Linked DNA regions of Mus musculus: region 1 is linked to region 2. Evidence: chromatin contacts called from public Micro-C data. All regions are on one chromosome and are shown on one strand. The core of a region is the stretch at or near the end of the contact, and the rest is flanking DNA. Distances in the headings are between cores, read along the strand shown.

Region 1 (3,867 bases), core at 361-2,860, 690 kb after region 2:
GTTTATTGAACGTCGGCTATAGGCCAGATAGTGTTCTGTAAGAAGACAGCGGTGCCTGAAACAAGAGGATACAGTTAAAAGGTAACTAGGACAGATGTCCCCATCTCCTGATTAATCATGAAGGGGACTGAGAACGAGGCCACCTCAGATTGGGCAGTCTGGGACAGGCTCTGGAAACCTTGACTTCAGGATTAGGCGCTTGCTCTTCACAGTCTGGGAGGAAGGCTAATCCACATAGGTATCTGACAAGAATAAAGACCCAGGGAGCAATCGCCCTGTTCAATACACAGACGCTTCTAGAATGAAACAGTACCCATTAACACTAACACTGGTAGGTAATGGGTAGTGAGAATGGGTGCTAACTTGTAATACGGTGTTGGCGTCTTTTCAGAGACTTCAGTAGACTGTCAGGTTTGCTTGGCAAGAGGTTTTCAGAATATTTGTTGGGCACAGGCACAGTTTTCACACAGGGCCAAGACTTTATAACCACTACCAGAAACTCCACTTTACCTGAGGCCACAGCCTCCAACCCCAGGAAGTTTTAGTTCAGAGGGTCTTGCCAGCTGGGTGATTTCCCTTTTAATTAGGGGAGTAGGAGTGTTGCTGGGTCTCAACAGGCTTTAAGAATACAGAATGGATAATGCAGCCACAGAAATTAAGAAGACAGCCACAGGAGAGTCAGAAGGGAAGGTGGAAAATTATCTAAAACCCACTCCATCACGTGTGCCCCTTACCAGGCTCCAAACTCAGGACTGACTCTTCTCGAAAGGGTGTCCCAGGAGTTAATGTGACAGTTACTTGAGACCAGTTTTGAGGTATAAATATGCCTTGTGGGGGCCCTGGCAGCTAAAACCTGGATTCCAACTTCAGCCTCTCTGGCCATCCCTGTAAGTGGATGGCTTTCTCTTTGGGCCCGATTGGTGTCCTAATGTAACTGTGGTTAAGACAAGTCAGTATGATGCATTCCAGATTTGGGTTTGGGCTAAGTCTGTCCCTGCAGAATTCAAGGTATACCAAGTTTTAGACACTTTTCCCATTTGTTTTTTGTCTGCTTCCTGAACTAACTGCTCCCTCTGGTTCAGGAAAGAAGTATGAGCTTTTTTGTCTAGTGTCCATGCCTGAGTTGCTATGGTGAACATTGACTATAAGAGGTGCCTAGTTTGCCTCCTTCCTTGTCTCTTATTCTCCTTATTTCTCTCTTTCCTTCCACATTCCTCTCACTAGTTTTCCTCTTTCCTTCCTTTGTTTCTCTTTCTCTTTGATTCTCGGTTACCAAGTCTTCCTGCGCACACCCGCAGGGGTCGCTTTTGGCCACCAAGCGGCGCTCAGCTACCGTCTAGAAAGAACCTCTAACTTTCCCACAGAGTTCCAAGTTTTGCTTTGCAAGTGTCAGAAAGGTCAATCTACAAGCTTGGGGAACACTCCCAAGGCTCGAACAGTGAGTGCCTCAACCTCAGGCGGCCTGCGACAGAGCCGAGCCCGGCCGCATAGGGTGCCTCGGGTGGCACCGGCGGGGTACAGAGGCTCGCGCTCCGGGACCCGCTAGGCGAGGGCCCGGACTGCGAGGAGCTGATGAGCGCCAGGCCCCCACCACCACCCCCGCCCTCCCCGTCCGGCCGCTCCTCCCCTGGGTGGGTCCCCGCGCCTTTTCTGGCGGGGTCTATTTGCATAGAAGGAACTGCCCGCAGTGGCCGCTGAGTCTGAGCGGGCGGCTAGGGGGGCGTGCGCGATCCGCGGCCACCCGGACGCGGAGCCCCGCAGCCGCCGACCTGGAGCCGCCCCGGGCCGCAGCGCCGACGCAGAGCCGGCGGGTCGCCATGGGCGCGGGCGAGCGCGCGGCGGGCGGAGGAGGCGCGCAGGACCCCGGAGCGGGCTGCGGGTCGCGGGCGCTGAGCGCGCTGTGCCTGCTGCTGTCGGTGGGCTCTGCGGCCGCCTGTCTCCTGTTGGGAGCCCAGGCGGCCGCCCTGCATGGCCGAGTGGCGGCGCTGGAGCAGGAGCGCGAGCTGTTGCGGCATGCGGGGCCGTCCGGAGCCCTGGCCGCCTGGGCCGAAACGCACCTGGAGCGCCTGTTACGGGAGGTGAGGGCGCGCGATCGCCGGCCGGGGGATGTCCCGCTTCACGAGGGGGTGTAGGGCTGCGGGGGCGGCGTTGATCGTCACCTTCAGGAGCAGGACTCACCTAGTGGATTGCACTGGGGTCGCTGGTGGGGAAGGGTCCTGCTGTCCAGCTTCTGTGCCGGGACTTGCTTCTGCAGGAAAAACAACTTAAAGGGCTGTTTAGGTAACACTAAGGGGCTATGGTAAAGAAAGACCTTGGGGTAACAACAGTCCTGAGTGCGGAGTCTCTACTGAAGTGTGTGCTCAGACCCACAGCCTCTGCCTGCTCTCCAGCGCTGGAGATACTAATGAGGCTCTTGCGTTCCCACGGCTAGTCTGCCTGAAACAGTCCGGACCACCTCAAGGCTCAGGCCAGCCCTTCCTCTGTGTCCGGGAAGGTTAGGTTGGGAGCGGCTCTGGCCTAGATGTGCTGTGTTCCTTAGCTGGCCCACTAAAACTGTGCATCGAAGACTAGGACACAGCTGAGCTAGCTGCCTCTGTGCGCGTTTGGCTGGGTGGTGATCTCTACAGGCCACCCCCAAAGCGTCTTAGGTTTGTTTTCCGAGGGTTAAGACTCCTGTTTTGAGCCTGCCCTGGTGGCATCTGTAATTCCAGAATTTAGGAGGCTGAATTGTGTGAATCTCTCTACAAGTTGGGGGCTGGCTTAAACTATATAGTTGAGATGCAGGTCCAGCCTGGGCTTCAGAACGAAAATAAATAAATAAATAAATAAATAAATAAATAAATAAATAAATGCCAACCATTGGGCATATTGATGAGCGCCTTTAATCCCAGCACTTTGGAGGCAGAGGCATGAGGATCTCTGAGTTTGAGGTCATCCTGTCCAGGACAGCCAGAGGAAGACCCTGTCTCAAGAAATCAAAACAAACAACAAAAACAAAAGAAGATGGCCATTGTATGCCTGGACTTCTGATCTTCTGTCTACTGATACTCCATCTGACAATACCTGGCCAGAACCTCTACCCTCGGTACAGCAAGCCTCTTGCCTGTAGAACTGTGGCATACACCCGCACACTACAGTTTCTCTCAGCTCTGCCTCCCTTATAGGAATGGTTCACCTCCTCCTAGAGGAGGTGGTTGCCCCAGATCTAAAGGCGGGGGTGGGGGTGGGGAGTCAATCCTAAGGACAGTAGAAAATGAACCTTGCTTGTGGGAGAGGAAGCAGGGGGCAGGTGTACTATCTACCACCTGTTCCCTAAGCTGTGCCCTGCTATGGTCTTTGCTACTTTACTGAGCTGTGCAATGCTAGGGGCACAGCTCAGGGAGAAGGCTGACTTAGATTATGCAAGTCCTTGGGTTAGACTCCTGACATCAGATATTGAGCTGTGTACCCAAGGTGGAGTGGATTTGGGATTTCAAAGGGAATGGAAGAAGTCTAGACCTAACTTTCCTGTTTCCCACAGCTCCTAAGTCACTTTAAGATAAAGCCAACATTACCTCTCCTCCTTGGTTCCGGGCAAAATCGCTGCTTTCTGAATGATTTCCTCTCCCTTCTTTAAAGTGCCCGCAGAAGGGAGAACTCTGCCCCAAGCCCTGCCAGCAACTTATGACTTTATAAATTGCCACCCACTATCCTTTGTCAGCTCCCTAAAGGTCAGCAGCTGAACTGTGAATACCCCAACCCACTGCCACTTCTATTGGGAAGAATAAACCACAAGCCATGACCAGAAAACCAAAAATCCCTGAAAGACCTTTGAGGAGCTCACAGGCTATGTGCTTACTAATAGAGATAGATCTCTGAGGAAGCAGC
Region 2 (3,810 bases), core at 684-3,183:
GGGTTTGCTTCCTTCATCTGGCTTGGAGAATCACAGGCGAATGCTGTCTCCAGCTCGCCTAGCCCAGCCCCGACCTGCCTGTTCCTGTCATCTTCCGGCTCAGTCCACACTCGTGTGTTTGAGGATACCTTGCTCCAGCACCTGCTTCTTTCTGCCACACTGGGATTCCAGCTCCAACTTTGGGACAAAATGGATCATCAGAGTTCAGAATGATCGTGTCTTCACGGTACATGTGTGGGGAGTGGACCTTCAGCAAACTGACAGATAAATATCTCATTTAATAATTGTGGCTAAACAGGAATGTGGGCTCATTTTGGCCACCCTTCCCAATTCCTCCAGAAATTTTAGAAATATATTTTTAAAAACTAAAATGTCACAGTTTTACCTTTCTTTCCATCCCCCCTTCTTTTGAGGGTTGTTGGTTTTAAGAGAGGATTTCACTCTGTCGACCAGGCTAACCTCAAAGTCATGGCTATCCTCCTGTCTCAGACTTCCTAGTGCTGGAAGCACACACATAAGCTGCTGCGTCCAATAATCTCATCATCTTTCAATGTTGACAGCAAGAAATCACTGTTTCTGAAGAGTAGATCCAACTCCAGGTGTCCCCAGGAGGCAAGGAAGCCACTGGGTGGTTGTCAGACTACAGCGGTCCACGCCCGCACACCATGCCCCAGGAAGGACAGAACCAAGGATCTGAAGTCACCATGAAAGCCACCAGTTGTACAAATCATGTAGTTTCCCTCATAAGACTGGGCCCTCTTGTTCATAGGGAGTCATCTCTGTACCTTCTGCTTTAGGCTTGCCACACTGGCTTGGGGAAGGGCGAGTGGAAGAGCAAAGAGACAGGTGTCTTTATCTGGAAGAGCAAAACAAAAACTGGACATAACATTGCAAAAGTGTTCCAATACATGGGGGCCTGAAAGAGATACCCAGGAAAACAAGAGCTGGGGGAGTCACTGTGCCCAAGGACAACAGCCTTGGCAGGACAGTGACTCCAGGAAATGGGAGAACCAGGACCCTGCTGGAGAAGATGGATCCTGTTAGAAACTGGAACTCACAGCAAACTGGCAGGGACGTTTGCCTCTGCCCTTGCATGTTCACCTGGAAACGGGGAAGAGTGTTCAGGACTGTTTCTGGTGGACCCAAGGGCAGACTGTGGCAGGAGACCCACTGAGGCAGCTGAGGTCAGCAACTAAGCTGTGCTCGAAGTTAAGAGAGGGAAGGGAGAGTCTCCACCAGAGGTTGCAATGGAGGGCGTGGAGGGACCCAGGGGCTGATGAACTGGAAGAGGGAAAGAGAGGGGTTGGGGGCTGAGGGAACCTCGGTTTTTTTTTTTTTTTTTTTTTAGTGAGGGCAAAAGTTGATCTTTGAGATAGCCTGGGGGAGTGCTCCGTGAGGGGAAGTATCGACCCACCTCTGGAGCCTCCATCTGGACATAGAAACAGGCTCAATGTCCTCCCAGACCCTCTTTTCCTTCCCGTGTCTCATCCAGCTACAAGGCACAGAATGAGGGTGAGACGGCCCCTGGAGTCCCAAGGCAGCAGAGTGCGACTCGCACTACATAGGGCTCTCCGGGTGGGGTGCCACTCCTTCGAGGTGACTTGGGACCCGCGGTGGGCTACCCCTGGCCGGCTTCCAGCGCTTCTCTGCCGCCGCCTCGGGGTGTCTCTGCCTAGCTGCGAGTCGGGAAGCGAGGAGGGGAGCGGGCGGCGGCCGCGCCAAGAAGCGCCGGGTCACCGCAGGCTGAGGCGCCCGCCGTCCCCGCCCTCCCCCTCGCTTGCCTTCGCCTCCTCCTCCCGCCTCCCTCGCCCGCTAGCTAGCTCGCTCCTTCGCTCTCCCCGCCTTCCCTCCGCGCTCCCCGCCCTCTCCTGCGCGCCTCGCCTCCTCCGCCCCGCGCCCTGCGGTGCTGCAGCTGCGGGCGGCTCCAGCTGCCCCCAGATGTGGGCTGGGCAGCGCGCGGGGAACTTTCGCGCCGGCTGCGAGTGCGGGGCCCCGGCTGCGGTCGGGCTGCCATGGATCCGCCGGCGGGAGCCGCTCGCCGCCTGCTCTGCCCCGCTCTACTGCTGCTGCTGCTGCCGCCGCCGCCTCTCCTGCTGCTGCCGCCGCCGCCCGCGAGCGTCCGGCTCGTCGCCGCCACCGAGCCCCCAGGTAGGTGCCAGCCTGGTCCCCACTTCCCGCGACCCTCCGGCCACACTAACCTGCCCGGTGCGTCCCGCCGACCCTTCCTCAAGCATCGTCCGAGGCGACTTGGGCAAACTCTGTGCGCCGCGCCCGGGGCCAAGTTGGCCAACTTCGGGGCCGGGGCGGTCGCGCAGGGGGCGCACCCCGATGCCTTGGAACGCAAGGAGCCTCGGAGCACTTGCCTCTCTCGAGATGCAGAGTGTGGCGCTGGAGGGCCGGGAAAACCCAGCGGCGGAGCGCGCAGAACCAGCACCAGCGGGTCCGGGGGAGCCAGGGCAAGGCGGCGCCCGGGGACGCTCGGGAGGAGCCGGTGCGGAGCGCGCCGCCTGCGGGCCCTGAGCATTGGATGGGTTGTCCCGGAGAGGTTCCCCGGAGATTAGTGGGACCCTGCTCCACCTCTCCCGGGCTTAAGTGTACGGGGCGAGGGGGGCTGACAGTGGGCTGCCCGATGCTGGACTGAGGACAGGCCGCCTATGAACCTGGTTGCTCCGGAGGCCAATGGTGAGGACATTTGGGCAGCAGGGACCGCTGAAGGGTCAGGGTGCATGAGCAGGGGACCAAGGTGGAATAATTTCCGAGGAGCCCCGTGTCCTACCAAGGACGGTATAATTAAGGAGCGAGGGCACTTTGATGGGGTCGCTCTTTAGGGTAACTGCGAGGTGTCCGAGGAACCTCAATTGGGAATCCACTGGGGCAGCTCTTTTGCTGGCTTGGTCCTCTAGAGGGGACGGCCCGCAGGCGACGTGGTTCCGGACTGGTGGTCCTGTCAACGCCCCTTCCTGGAGGCTTCGTGGTGGAATGTCCCTTTTCTTCAACTGAGGCAAGGGCTGGGGGCGCCGGGCTCCGCCGACAGGCTCAGAGTCTCCGAGGTCTCCGCTAAGTCTAACGCCCCTTTCTTTTGCAGGCGGGCCCCCGGGGCAAGGAGCCGAGCGCATCCTGGCGGTGCCGGTGCGCACTGACGCCCAGGGCCGCTTGGTGTCCCACGTGGTGTCTTTGGAGACGGCCGGGGCGGGGGTACGAGCCCGCAGAGCTGCCCTGGACCAGACCTCGGGCTTGCCCGGAGGCGCTGCTCAGGACCCTGGAGGACGCCTTTTCTACAACCTCACAGTATTCGGCCGAGACCTGCACCTGCGGCTGCGGCCCAACGCCCGGCTCGTGGCTCCGGGGGCCACCGTGGAGTGGCAGGGTGAGACGGGTGACACCCGAGTGGAGCCCCTGCTTGGGAGCTGTCTCTACGTTGGAGACGTGGCAGACTTACCTAAAGCCTCCTCGGTGGCGCTCAGTAACTGTGATGGGCTGGTGAGTACTCTCTTCTAGGGCTCCCTTCTGTTCTGGCTCTTGCCTGGGCTTTGGAAACCCATTACTAGGTAGTCCCCTGGGAGGGCGACATAGCCCGCGCGCTGAGGACCATCATCTCCTCCACAGTGCTTAGGGAGGCACTCGCCTTGCAACAGGGGTTGGCGGGAAGGCAAGATTTTTTGATTGGTCAGAGAAAGGGGGACGATTTATGTGAACCCACCTCCAGCCCCAATGCCAAACTACTTATGTCTGCTTCTTAGATACAAGCATACGTTTGCCGTGTGTGCCTCTCAGTGTGTGTGTGTGTGTTTTGGAATGTATGCATGCTTC

Evidence for each region. Hi-C and Micro-C count contacts between places; a contact is called where the count stands out from the background.
Region 1: a Micro-C map of embryonic stem cells shows a contact between it and region 2, with 2.6 times the contacts expected there. The contact joins the promoter of Col23a1 here to the promoter of Adamts2 in region 2. A contact is called at or near these places in 1 of 39 promoter capture datasets (hippocampal neurons) and 2 of 484 Hi-C or Micro-C datasets (both in embryonic stem cells).

What each region holds. Positions count from the first base shown.
Region 1 is chr11:51,288,310-51,292,176 of GRCm38.p6, forward strand. Col23a1 (collagen, type XXIII, alpha 1) reads left to right here and starts at 1,611. Exons shown (of 29, transcript NM_153393.2): 1 at 1,611-2,078. The coding sequence starts at 1,818.
Region 2 is chr11:50,600,152-50,603,961 of GRCm38.p6, forward strand. It overlaps Adamts2 (a disintegrin-like and metallopeptidase (reprolysin type) with thrombospondin type 1 motif, 2), which reads left to right and starts at 1,934. Exons shown (of 22, transcript NM_175643.3): 1 at 1,934-2,148; 2 at 3,086-3,480. The coding sequence starts at 2,013.